2 separate regions of the Mus musculus genome follow, and region 2 is linked to region 1. A link is a contact called in public HiChIP or PLAC-seq data. All regions are on one chromosome and are shown on one strand. The core of a region is the stretch at or near the end of the contact, and the rest is flanking DNA. Distances in the headings are between cores, read along the strand shown. Region 1 overlaps Ltbp1 (latent transforming growth factor beta binding protein 1). Region 2 overlaps Ltbp1 (latent transforming growth factor beta binding protein 1).

Region 1 (7,025 bases), core at 2,508-5,007:
TGAACTTGCCTTGGAAAAATTTTCAACCGAAAAAAAAAAAAAAAAAAAAAAAGGAAAAGGAAAAAGAAAAAGGAAAGGGAAAGAAAGAGAGGGAAAGAGAGCCCACAGCCGGACAGGTTTCAGGCAGAGGGAAGCCTGCTCTTGCTCGCTGCTCTCTCTCTCTATCCAGTGGTGTCTCTGAAACAGGAGTAGGAAGCTTAACAAACAGAACTCCGGGATGCACTCCAAAACCACATTTGAAGTCGAGTCACTGGAGTGGGATTACTAACCACAATGCTGCACTTTATTCACGGGCAGACAAAGAGCAACATCCAGGGCAAGGCAGATTAAAGAGCCAACCCCCGACAGACAGGCAGATGTAATGCAGAGGGGGTTGGCCCCGCACCTAGCGGTGAATGAGCTCCTGTGTCCTCAACATGCATACTTTCCCGGTTCCTCCACTTATTAAGTCACTGTTTGCAGCCCGACCCCTGGAAATGGTTCAGGCATGCGGCATGTCTGAAAACATCTGTCTCAAATCTCCTGGCACTCTGGGCTGAAGTGATCACATCCTATGTATGACGCAGCTGTGGGAGCCCGTTCCTTTCTCACACGTCAGGGGCATCATTGGTACATGCAAGCTCCTAAAATGTATATGCTGTTTTCCTCAGCACGGGACTTATCAAAGAGAAAGGTAGGGCCGGTTGCGGGGATAGCAGTTCACAACTGTGAAAATAGCCTGAGCCCTCACCATCCTGTGCACAGGCCACCTGAAGAGGGACTTCTGTCATTCACAAAGAACTTTCTTAAAAGCCTGGTGCTATAATCAGAACAGGCCAGCTGAGGTAGCACCGTATCATACAATTGGGCACCGAGCCAAAAGTGCATGGTGGCTTTCACTCCTGGCTCAGTTCTCGTGGGACTTTTTACATTCGGTTTCACCGTTGCTCTAAAACATGAAAGAAATGAAACTGATATTTTCTAGCCAGTCATAACTTTCAAAGTCTCCATGTGGGACCAGCCAACTATAGCTCACGGGCCAAACCTGACCGACCCACCGCTTGGTTTCTGTCAATAAAGTTTAATTGGAACACAGCCACACACTCGTTATCAAAGGCTGCTTTTGATAACACAGTACGATGATACTGAGACGTGAGCTCAGCACATCTGCTTTTAACAGCTCCATCTCTCTCTACGTTGGAGGAGACTGTCACCCTATTTTGACTTCTCTGTGTGTGATATACCATCATTCAGGTCCCTCCTCTGTCCCAGCCGAAATGAGTTAAGTAGGGATGTTGGCAGAAGCTGATGACAATAACAGTGCCAATTTTAAGTCTTCTGAGTAACAGTGTCTTTACCTTGCCAGTCTTCATGGAACAACCAGAGGGGACCAGCGCTAGTCAGCCTATCCAATCTCACCCCTCCCCTACCCCTGGATTTCTTTAGCCTGACAAGAATTGTATTTTCATAAAATCATCCAGGATGCCTCTAGAGACTCGTAATAAATTAAAGTGTGGCTCAAACCTCAACTTAGAAACCAAATTTTAACCAGAGAAGCCATTACAATTTCAAAGTTGGAGCAGGGCCTCGGAGGCTTTTCTACACCGTCATCACTCATACACTGATAGGCTTACAGCACCAAATCGTCCTCCAGGCTTCATCTGACAATGTCTTGCAACAGGCCACTCAACCTGTCATAGGCACACAGTGATTTCTAAACTGAAATGTGGTCTTGAAGCAACATATTAGTCCAAATGAAGGTGTCCCTGTATCACCATCCAATGCCTCTTCCACACGATAGCTTTTCAAACTGCCAGGCCATCAAAGAGATGAAGCTAAAGGAGTTTAAAGCCATCAGCTGAGTTGGCCTTCTTCCTGTAATTTCTCAGAAGGAAAAAAAGAAGTCCCACAGTTCTTTTCAAATGGTTTTCCAAGGAAGTTTTTCCTTCTATGGAGGTTTTAACACTAGAGCTCAAGATGGATCGTTTAAGCCAGGTGTGAAGACACACACCTGTAGTCTCCCATCTCGGGCAACAGGCTGAAAGATTGTTGTGAGTTCAAGGCCAGCCTGTTTTACCCAGTGAGTAACAGGCTAGCTAGGACTATGTAGCCAGACCCTATCTTAAGAAAAGAAAAAACAATTACAGAAAGGGGGAAGAGAGGAAGAGAGGAAAAGAGGAAGAGAGGAAAAAAGGAAGGGAAGAAGGAACGGAGGGAGGGAGGGAGGGAGGGAGGGACGGACGGAGGGAGGAAGAAAGGAAGGAAGGAAGGAAAGAAGGAAGGAAGGAAGGAAGGAAGGAAGGAAGGAAGGAAGGAAGGAAAGAAGGAAGGAAAGAAGGAATTAGTTTAATAAATAGATATTTTACTTGCAAAGAGGACTTCAGCATTCTTCAAAATTGCATTGTATAAGCAGCGGCTGTCAGAACTTAGAGCAGAGGCTCACAGTCTAGGCAGTAGAGTATAGAAATGCAGGCCAAAAGGACATTATTAGAACCATTTGGCTCTACTGGCATAGCCCAAATGCACCTGTACCTAGGAGTTTAGAGGGCTGGAAAGATGGCTCAGCGCTCGCTGCCCTGTCCTGGGGACTGCAGTTTGGATCCAAGCAGCCATGTTGGGCAGTCCACAAGCACCTCCAACTCCAGCTTCAGGGCATCAGATGCCCCTTCCTATCCTTCGCTGCGACCCCTCCCCTCCCCTCACACTCAAAGACATGCAAGTAGTGAACATAGCTGTGTTCCAGTAGAACTTTGTTTAAAGAAATAGTTTACTGCCCTCAATTTTAAATACTTCTATGAATATTTCCAAATATCTGGGCATCCACCCTAGAAATTTAAAATCATACAATGAAATACTGTCAGCGGCTGAATAGAATTCTTCTCATTTTTTTTTAAACAGTAGCATAAACAAATGCAGCTTGGTCTCATGTTGTCAGACCACAGTTACAAATATCTCGAGGACACTTTGCGTGCATAAGCACAAGCTCACGTTGGGGAGGGACATATACACTGGCAGATGACAACATCGTCTCTCTTCAGAAGAATACAAACTTGGATTTCTTCTAGATCATGGTTCAATAATGAAATAAAAATAAATAAATAAAACCCTCTACCAACTATCCAGTGCTCTCCAGCATTCACTTGCAGCATAGCATCTGCTATACAGATGCTTGCTTATAGCAACTGAGACATCCAAAGAAAGCGACCAGTCAACCATGAGTCCTGCCTCACCTCGGAGCTACAGGAGTCACTCCAGAGGCACTCGAAGTTCTCCCAGCCTATTGTTTCAAAACAATGTATATTCCTCTGCCAAAAAATATTTTGACCCAGGCTCATTTGGATTTTCAAAAGGCAGAGACAGCTTCATATGACGTAACCCTGATTTTTAAAATGCTCATATTGTCCAGGAAGCAGGAGATGCATAATTTTTCATATTTCCCCTTATGTTTTACAAGCTTTCCGCTAGAATCTAATTCTAAAATAGACACTGATATTCCTGGTGGGTCCTTTTGTCTTGTCACAATACAATTAATTGTTCATAATCATTGGTCTGAGTTTCCAACACCACACTGTCCAAAATCAGTATCAGAAAAATAAAAAAAGCTGACAGTAATCAGTTTGTTCAGATTCCTGTCAGGGTCTCAATAAGAACTGAGTTCTCTAAACCACTTCTACCTTCCTAAGGAAGGACTTCACATTTCAAGTACACAAAACTGTGGTCCACCAGCGAGGGCTTCGACTTCCTCAGTTGCAGGAGTAAAAGCCTATACTTGGTCACCATCCAAGAGTCTACAATGATGTCAGTAACCATGGATGTGAGCTATCCTCCAAAAGCCACTGGGCTATAGGAGACATTCTCATGACTTGCCTATTACTGAGGGACTCTTGTGTCTTGTATATGGTTGCCAGCAAATGTTAAAATAAGTAAAGTGACTCAGAACTGTCATAACACAAGGAGCCCTCACGGGACCGGGACTCACAGGTTGCCGTAGGTCATTTCTGTCTAAGGCCCTGCTGCATCATCAGAGAATAAGACTAGCAATGGTGGAAGACCCTGGTGGAGAGCATTTCATAGCTTATGAGAACTACTAAATCTGAGAAGCAAAAAGGGGACCAAGTCAGGAGTTAGCAGGGAGATCACCGGACAGCCTTTGCCCATGTTCTCTCTGGGAGAAAACAAGTGTAATTTTAAAAGATCCTTGTGGGTAAATCAGCCCCAGAAATCTTAAGCAAGCACTTTAAGACCTTACATTTTAGAGGCCTTGGCTAAAAAGTTGAGATTGCCTGGAGCCATGTAGCACCTCTCCTGGGCCTCCTAGTCAGTCAGTCAAAGACACACAAGTCAACATCCTGTCTACAACTTCTGCCAGACCCTACGTGAACTTATACCTCCAAGAAGAGGCACTGATGCCTGGCTTAGAGCAAACCACAGACATTTAGAGTGAATTGCAAGTGCCACGGGAGGGGGAAGCTTTCATTTGTGCTGCACAACTACTCCCCAAAAAGAAAATTCAAAACTATGGAAATTGTTTCTGACAAATGGACTGCAGCCTAGAAAAGAGTTCACTTGCCACGGTTCAGTCATAAGATGGGGGCAGCCAGAGAAATAAATATAACAAGTTGAGGCCTCACTTCCGATGTCACGAACAAATATGGTCCCCTTAGCATTTACCCAGACTGCTGCTCCATCGCGTCAGCACGCATCCAACTTAAACAACAGGAACCAGCAAGCACAGGCAACGTCCGTTCCATCAGAGGCAGCCTCTCAGATGAAACGCCATTACCCTGCCATTAACTGAGGCCCAGCTGAAGACACACAGGCTCAGTCAACACAGGTAACACAACCCTACCCCCCCACCCCCCCACCCCCCACCCCCACTCAGCAGAGAGAGACTGACCCAACAGGTCATGCACCCACTCGCGCAGTCTATCACTTGCCCCAAGGTCAGGAATTCCTTGAAGGAGAAATATTTAGAGTATCCCATGCTGTTTAGCCCAATAGGGCTTTACCATTCGGATCCAGAGTTAGCTCCTTTCTAGATTATGAAAAGAACATTCAGGGAGTGCTGTATGTTCTTCATACCTCATGGGGTAAATGCCCAGGGACTGGAAAATCTTCCAAGAAGGAATATCCTGCGAGATTTCTACTCTGAGTTTGTGCAAGTTCTCCTTGCCACACAGGTAACTAAGCTCCAGTGACCAACATGTTGACCCTTCTCTCCCGTCCCAGCTCTCCCTTCATAGTCACTGGAGGGAACCGCATGCTGGTTATGTCTTTCTCTGGAGTGCACACACATAAATTAACATTTCCTTCTATTTATAGACAGCTATGAAAAAATTTGCCTTACGGAAGAACAGAGAGAGAAGTAGAAAATTATATTCGGCCAAATAATAAATTGCCGTGTCTGGCCTGAGGATACTGGTTATCAAAAAGCAGCACTGAGGGGTTCGAGGAGTGGCTCAGCGGACAGAGTGCTTTCTAAGGGAACATAATGGTCTGGGAACCCACTGTAAAAGGAGAAAAGGCTGTGCACAAGGATGTGCGCCTTTGATCTCGTCATCTCAAAGCCGGAGGGATGGAGACAGCACATCTCTTAGACTCACTGGCTGGCCAGCCTAACCAAATGGTCTAGCTCTCAGCTCCAGTGAGAGATCCGATCTCAAACAATTAGTCGGATGGTTTCACACACACACAGTGCAGTAGTAGTCAAATAATATGGAGTTTTAAGACATAAATGCACATGAACTCATCCAAAGGCCTATTTGAGATGTGCAGCCTCTACCAACCCCAGGCTCTCATTATGACCTCGCTTGCCTAACTCTCCCAGAGAATAGAGGATCTAAGGACACATTCTTCATTAGGTGACCTCTGGCTAAGTTCCCCTGCCTTTCTCCACACGAAAAATGTTAGCCCACCCAAGGTCACTTTTTCCACTGGGCACAAGAAGCTCTCCACTCCGGCCTTCTCAGACATCCCACACCCACACCCTTTCATCCTCATTAGCAAGCAATCACGCTGTATTGTTCTCATGTAATTCTATTCTGTTCTATCCACTCTATTCCAGACGACGTTCTGCTTCTCTGACCTCCTTAATATAAAACTGCCAGGTCCAAAGGGCACCCCATTCTTCCCCAATGGCAGGACCGCTGACTTAGTCCAATACTGAGTCTAGGTCCAGCTCAACTTGGACTACAGGACTTTTGACAATTAGATAAAAGCTAGAATTGCTCAGGAACTTAGGAGACTGGTCCCATCTGCCAAGAAGGGACTCCTCTCTTACCTCTGGCAGAGGGGACAAATGGCTACTTTGGTGCCTATCAGCATGACAAAGCCCATGCTGGTCTCTGGGCTTCCTCAGTATCATAGCTACCTGTCATAAGTCTATGCTAGCGTCCTAGCCACCCCACCCCTCACCCCCAGGTCCTCGTCCTTTTAACGGGGCTATGTTCCCTGAACTCACTCTCTATCTCTTACTCTTTCTTACTCCCCAGCCCCGCTCTATTCCCTGTCTCTCTTGCTATCTCTCTGCCTCCACTACTCTCCCCTGCTCTCCAGGCCTGGCCACGTCCAGTGTCCTTGCCATGTTCAGTCTGCTTTTCTCTCTAATCTCTCTCATTGATATTAACCACATCAACCTAGTGGTCATGTTGTCAGGGTTTTTTTTTTTTTTTTTTTTTTTTTTTTTTTTACTGTGGCCCCTCACATACAAAAGCTATCTCCTAACTCTCTTACCATTTCCTCTTCAGTTTGCTGAAACCAACCAGGTTTCGCTGTCAACACTCCATTATACCTGCCTTTAGGAAGGTTTCCAGTGCATTCCACATTGTCAAATACAACAACAAATCCTCTGGTCTCTCTTGTTCCAAAGTCTACCATCGATGACATACTAACACACACACACACACACACACACACACCAAGCCAACCACATGCTCTGCAGGGACATGTTCCTAGTCAAAAAACATATCCAGAACTAAGCTCCCTTCAATATTTCTTCTAATCTTGTTCTTTTTTCTGTTGTCTGGCAGCGATATGGCAGCAAATGC
Region 2 (7,025 bases), core at 2,723-5,222, 97 kb before region 1:
TGAGTACTTTTAGCAACAGGTTGAGTGTTCTTTGGCTTGACATATACAGCTTCTTTACCTATATGCTGATGGATTGGCCTGCGTCTATGAACGCCAGAAACCGTATAACCCATTCCACCAGGACAGATTTCCTTAAAAGCAGCTAGATTTGGGATGGGAAAATATTCCTTTTAAAAATCTAACAGTACAAACTTACAGAGGAAAATATCATGATGAATATCTCTTAATAAATCATCACTAATATAGGTACATTTCAAAACTTGAGAAACAGATGCAAAATGTAAGCAAATTGCTTAAATTTCTGATAGACTTGCGTATTTACAAGAAAAATTTTAACTTTTACTTTAAACATTTATTCATCTATTAATTCCTTATCCTACCCAACTAGGATATATATTTAGCATGAATTTTATATATTGTATTTATATTCTAGTAGCCGATATGCCACTATGTAGACTACATTATGTATGTAAACTACATTACATAAAAAGATATGTACTATACTAGGAGTCGTTTTAACTACAGGTGACAACTATCTAACATGTGAGTATGAAATATCACCAACAGTCAGGCTTTCTCCTTTCCTCTGCTCTTGTCCTTTCAGTGATTATTAATGAAGAACTCAGCGAACATCTAAGTTAAATGACGAGCAAGAAGGTGTTCACTATATTCAGGGACATAGGGGACTGAAACCCTCCTGACTTGTGTCCAGTTGGTAAATCCAAGGACTCAGACAGAATGCCACGCTATATATGGAATGGGGGTACTGGTGATGAAGAGGCAGAGAGGGGGGTGTCTTTGAAGAGGACCTTCAGGTAGTGAGGAGAAAGCCGAAACACTAGGGACAAGTCAGAGGCTATAGTCAGAAGCCAAAGCAAGAAGAAAATGCCAGAGTGAGCTGTGTGCAGTTCTCTCTGTGGTCAGGGACAGCCAGCAAATCTGGTCAGATTCATCATGCAGAGGACAACGGGACATTCTGTACCATGGACTCATCACTCTGGTCAGGAAAAATGTCTTTAAAATGCCTTTCCCCCCCCCGCCCCCCTCTGAGTGGACTGCGGATGATGTGTGATTTGCAGACCTCTAGCAGCAAACCCTGGGGCGGGTAGAGTGTGGCAGACAGACGCAAACTCTACATCATCACTGGGCTCTTGGGATTGGAAGCAAATTGCCAAACGTAAACAAAGGGGCTTATGGTCAAGTTTTTGTTTCTACTTTTAAAATTGAAAGTAAAGTAAATCATTTCTCATTTTTACAGAACAAGAAATCGTCTATTGAATGGACTGGGCCTGGAATTAGTCCTTAATCAAAAGAAAACTCTACAATATTCCCTTAAAGCTGAGATGCTGTTTTTCTGCAGATTCACTCACTCAATGGCGGAATCTACTAAGACAGAGAATTCTTAATTTTAAAAAAAAATGGACAGTACCAGAACAAAGCATGGTTTTCTAGCAAAGCACACATTTGATTAAAATCATCCCATGAGCAAAACTTAAATACAAAAAATTGTATGATTAATACCATAATGAAATTGTACTTTGGGAAGAGGCCCTGATGAACATTCCCCATCTTAGTTACACTTCATGTAAGGATTAAAACCCTGACAAAATTGACCTTAAGGAGAGATGTGGGCCTATGAATGGCAAAGCTTTGTTAGTAATAAGTGTGTCAGAAGGCACAAGAGGGTGCTAGAGCCTGTGGGAGGAGTCTAAAAGCATCCATCTATCAGTTCATTGACAATAAACTCCTATTTTTGCCGTAGCTGTTCCTTTTGACTCTAACCACTACCAAAGGTGAACTATGATACTAAAATTTACATTTAAATCCTATCTACTCTTGTGTGATTTACTACACAATGTCGTGTAAGACACCTAGAGATTTAATGCGTGTTCCTATAAGGGAAGTTCCTCTAAAGTAAGCAATTTAGTGTGATGCTTGGCACCCGTACCAAGCCAGTGAAATCGATGCCACGCCTTCCTTGATCTTATGATGCCCAGTGCTTGCAGGTCATGCCTCCTTTTCTTCCACTGAACTCCTGACTCTGCTTGGGAGTTTATTGATTCCTCATACTCTCATAGTTGAATACAATTCTTTGTATTTCCAATTAGAGAAATCAAGTGCAATTTTAATAACTGAATAAATAAGTCAATGTCCACTGGGCTGTAAAACCATGGACAGCAAACCACTAGGAAAGCACATTGCCTAGTAGAGCTTTCTGGTTTTATACTTAAATATCAGTCCTCATTCTAGAAGCTGATAATAAAATACAAGGGTTTATCTTCTTAGCTTAACATGTAAAAAGAAATCCATAAATAATGGGGAATTCCTATGTACATTTTCTTTTCTGACTTGAACTTCTCCAACTCTGCTTTCTTCAGAAATAATACAAACACATAATACTATTAAAAGCTAAACTCAGAAACCTAAAGTAACCCAAACTGCTGAGGTCACTTTGTTCCCGGAGCTGGGAACATTAGTGTATATACAGGTGGTTACGGCTTACCTGTGCCTGGGAGGGGACATTTCTCACAATGTGGGCCCCAGGCCTTGCCCACACTACAACAGCAGATCTGCTTGGTGAGATGAACAGAGAGAGGGTGCATACAATGCCTTCCAGGACTGACAAGGCGGTAACAGGGCCCTTTCTCTTCTGAGATCACAGGGGGATCCGCTAAAGAAAGAGACAAGCCTGATGTCACTGAAGAAACAAGTCAGATCGATTTTAAGTTAACATAAGATGGTCCTCACAGCATGGATGACAAACCTTGCTTTAAGATAAATCAATCTAGATTCTGGGAATAATTTGTTAAGTGTTCATTCTCTAAATCATCTTGGTGTCAGAGCAGCAAATACTCTTAATTAATTATTCCTGTCTCTGGCTGGATTCTATTTTTAACAAATATTAATATAGGAATGTGTGTTTAAGTTAAACATTTCCACCATTAGCTAGCTATCTAACCAACCTAGTCATCTATGACTAATCACAATTTTGACCAACTGTTTCCTGAGACTGGAGTAAAAAGTTGGCTCTAAATCAATGGCTGATGAATGTCCAGGCACCATGGAAAATCAGCAGCAAGCTTAGTACCACAAACCAGCAGCTGGGTAGCTGTCCCAGAAGCTCAGGAATTCTCACCCAAGGCCAGAGAACATACATGGCAGACAGGGAGTGGTTGCTGATCGGCTGAGATACACAAAGTCTCAGTGTGGCAAGCACATCAGAGTAGGCAAACTCTCAAGCCCTCATTCTATGCTGCAAAGGTAACCAAGCTGTTATCATCTGACTCCTGTCTCCTCACCCTGATCTTCTAATGTAAATCAGGAGTGAGTGCACTTCATTCAAATGCTGGCACAAGAGGCAAAGTCGAGAGCAAGACACAGCCTTGCCTTTCAGCTGTATATCTCTTAATGCATGCATAGTGCATGGTTGGGGTAGTACGTGCTACAGGACCAGATTCTGTGTGAGACAACACTGTCAGGTTAGCCCCAGGTTGGTGGCCTCCTGTCTGTTTCCCCATCTCAGCCATACCTTTTCTCTCTTATGGTGTCATCCCAATTGCCTTTTCTCCAGCCCCTGGTACTCACAATTCAATCCAACTTTTTTGCCCTTCCTGCTTAGATGCACATTTCCACCTTTCCAACAGGACTGACTTTCCAGGTTAGATGCTCTGAGAATAATCTGAATAATGAAGTCAGATGGCAGATGAAGACGCAAGGGACATGGGTGGCTCTCAAATGTGAATCTACCACTCGCCTGTCCCCCCCCCCCAATTTTCAGGAAACCTGCTGTGTGATGATGGAATGGGAAATGTGCCCCCTAGTTTACAGCATTTGGAAACTTGGTCCCCGATTGGCAGTACTGTTTGGGGAAGTTTAGATAGTAAAGTTTTCCTGGAGGAAGTGTGTCACTGGGCACAGGCTCTGAGATTACACACATGCACATCTCACTACTACCAGTTTCCTTTATTTTCATTCAACTTGTGGTTCAAGTTGTGAGGTCCCAGTCTCCTGTTTCTCTTGCTATGCCTGACCCTTGCTGTCCCAAACACTATGGACTCTAACCCTTTGGAAATGGAGGCAAATTAAACTTTGTCTTCCTTAAGTCGCCTTGGTCATAGTGTTTTATCCATAGTACGCAACAAAAGGTATTAATACACTTATCTTTCCTGACCCTTATTCTTTCATATTTTCATTTACATAACACTTTCTAGGTTTATGGGAAACTCATTTTGATTGGAAATAATGACTAAGTTTGTGTATGAACAAGGCTAAGCACTATGACTTAGGTATTTAAACAGATACTGGATTGTCGGTTGTTTTTGGAGTCGTCTGGGTTTTACTGCTATTTCATACAACACTGATATTTAAGCCAGAGGACTTTGACTGAAGATATTTATCCTCTATGATATGAATGGGCTTCACCCAATCTGTTCAAACATATACAAGAAAAAAAATACTGATCTGCATTGAGCAAGAATAAATTCTGTCAGTCAGCTCCCTTCAGTAGCAAGCTACTACATCAGCTTTTTCTGAGTGGAAAGTCTGCCAACTACTCTGTCAGTCAACCAGTTACCTGAAATAAAGGCACCCTCCTCTTACTTTTGCAAAAACATGTGTGATGTGCCTGCATGTTCATACTTATAAATGTATGCATTACCATGCAAGAAAGAATATTCACTCGTACTTATTTTTTATATGGAAGGGATATTTCTTTCAAGGAATTGGCTCCTGGACACATACTTATCCTGTTAGTTCTGGATTTTTGTTTGGTTGGTTTTATTTTTAATGCTAAATTATGTACTGGCCAAGCCTCAACTTTTTTGCTTATAAAGAATAGGGTCAGTATGTACACTCATCTATGATATTCTAAATCCTTGACACACTGTAGACACAGAATGCATGTTAAGACACCTATAACAATATAAAACCCAGCTCTCTCTGCTCTATCAAGAACACATGCGCCCAACTCAGCCATTACTTAGTAACAGAAGTTCAACAAAGAAAAGAGAGAGATTACAAGGGAACTGAGGGTTGGAGGATAGGGAGTGGATGGAAAAACAGAACACCCCTGAAGATTCCAAACCCACACATGTACTGAGGGTGTGGATCAGTGGCAAAGCATGTGCAAGGTCATGAGTTCAAGCACTCATATGGCAAAAAATTGACGGAACAAAATAAGCATAATAACCTTCACAAAATATGTCTAATAAAGCCAGCTCTGGTATGGCTTCTAAAATAAGTGGGCAGACAGAACTATCTGGAGCCTTCCTTCTTCTGTCCACTCTCTGGTTCCTGTGCAAGCGAGCCATGAAAGGTCGAAGGTCACAGACTAAATATAAAAGAAAGCTTAGCAGCGGGGTAATAGTTCCTCTGTTTGGACTGACTAATGTCTTCCTCAGGCAGTGTGGATGCAAATGTTCCTATTGTCTCAGAATGTTCTACCAGACAGCTGTTCAGCTGAATGGTCAGCACGATTTTTTTTTTCTGTATATGTGTGTGTCCAATTCCTTCATATAATCTGGGCCAGATTATACATATTTTAAGGATTATTAGCCCAACAGTCTCTGTTCCAACTCACTATCTGTGCCATGATTATCACAAAAGCAGCCTTAGACAACATGTATGTGGATATGGCTATGTACCAATAAAACATTATTTACAAAACCAGACAATAGGCTGGTTCCATTCATAGACTGCGATTTTCCCAACTGCTGACCTAGAACCCAGAACCTTGGATGCCCAAATCCTAGTTTTAAATCTCAACTGTTGATTACTACTTAGGTGATCTGGTGAGGTTTCTAGAACTCTCTTTGCCTTAATTTCCAACATGTGAGACATGAGCAATAATTACAATCTTGGTAAAGTGGGTGGGGAAACTAAATAAAAATCCTAAACAAGACTGGCACGTTAGAAAGGACTCGCCCTTCTTTGTCTCATGACCTCTAGGGTGATGGTAGAAGTTCCTGAGCAGATCTCCTCCCTGGCCTCCTTTAACTCCAAGTTCAAGGGTAGAGAACACATAAAACATTAAAAGCCCCAAGACAGATTGCTTTCATCTGGGGCCCTTTCCTGAACCTCAGCTGCAGACATCAGAAGATGCATAAATGCCTGCAGAAGAACAAGTGCAGTTCAGAAGGCAGAAAGTCTTCCCCCAATTGAATCTACTTTTCTCCACACGACTGTGATAAACCCAAGCTTTTCACTTTGTCCCACAAGATAGGCAGGGGCAGGCTTGGAGGACACTGGTCCAGCTCCCTAAACACAGGTGAGAAGAGGCAGCAACTGTCAGCCACCTCCTCTTCTCTTCTGTTTGACCTCACAAGGTCAAGGGCAGAGCGTGGGCAAGGCAAGAATGGCAAATGGTTGCACCCTTCAGCTGGAGTCAAAGAACGCCAAGGGTGTTCACCTCACAGCATTCAGGAACACCAAGAACTTCCCAGAGATCCTAGTGACTGCCAAGTACACTTCTTAAGAGTTCAGAGTCAGCCACACATTTTATGACCAGGATGTACCCTAATTTCATGCTGCTTAAGCAAATGCTATCAGTCTCTACGGCATGCTTACACATTCAAGCTCTGTGTGTATGTGTGCGCGCACACACACAAGCATACTCGCTCCTTTCCCAATTCCTTTGCTACTCTGTCATGACTATGAAGGATACACTAGTTGTCCCCACTTATTGAGAACATCACATTCTCCCCTGATTCTTTCCAACTGGCTTTAGATTCCTCGTCAGTTTCTTTATAGAGTTCATAAACAAATCTGGACAAATAGGTACAAATCACAAACTCTGAAGGAATTGGACACACATTCATGATAGCATATGTGGTAAATTCACAGATGAAAAAAAGAAAGGAAGAAAGAAAGAAAGAAAGAAAGAAAGAAAGAAAGAAAGAAAGAAAGAAAGAAAGAAAGAAAGAAAGAAAGACAGACATACATCTGTGGTCTCCATGCTGGTAAAGGGCCCAATTTTAACTCTGAGTTCTAAACTGGAACACTTAACTAGCAACAAATATCACTTAATA

What was found. HiChIP or PLAC-seq counts read pairs in DNA pulled down with a chosen protein or histone mark.
Region 2: a contact with region 1 is called in an HNF4G HiChIP or PLAC-seq map of pancreatic cancer cells. The contact joins two enhancer-like sites. A contact is called at or near these places in 1 of 39 promoter capture datasets (the 3T3-L1 cell line), 1 of 15 datasets of contacts at CTCF or cohesin (the NIH/3T3 cell line), 9 of 484 Hi-C or Micro-C datasets (3T3-L1-derived adipocytes, the C2C12 cell line, the MC3T3-E1 cell line and 4 more) and 3 of 115 datasets of contacts at active chromatin or transcription factors (the HPC-7 cell line, the NIH/3T3 cell line and pancreatic cancer cells).

The regions. Positions count from the first base shown.
Region 1 is chr17:75,171,958-75,178,982 of GRCm38.p6, reverse strand. All of the region lies in intron 4 of Ltbp1 (latent transforming growth factor beta binding protein 1), which reads right to left. Among named protein-coding and RNA genes, the nearest start is that of Ltbp1, 170 kb to the right of the region's middle. Within about 2 kb of position 3,757, at least 4 of the 459 cell types and tissues checked have an H3K27ac peak or open chromatin away from gene starts, as enhancers often do. A contact at or near this core is called in the HPC-7 cell line and pancreatic cancer cells, where this site is marked.
Region 2 is chr17:75,269,513-75,276,537 of GRCm38.p6, reverse strand. Ltbp1 (latent transforming growth factor beta binding protein 1) reads right to left here. Exons shown (of 34, transcript NM_019919.4): 11 at 2,504-2,671; 12 at 1-142. Among named protein-coding and RNA genes, the nearest start is that of Rasgrp3, 160 kb to the left of the region's middle. Within about 2 kb of position 3,972, at least 26 of the 459 cell types and tissues checked have an H3K27ac peak or open chromatin away from gene starts, as enhancers often do. A contact at or near this core is called in the HPC-7 cell line and pancreatic cancer cells, where this site is marked.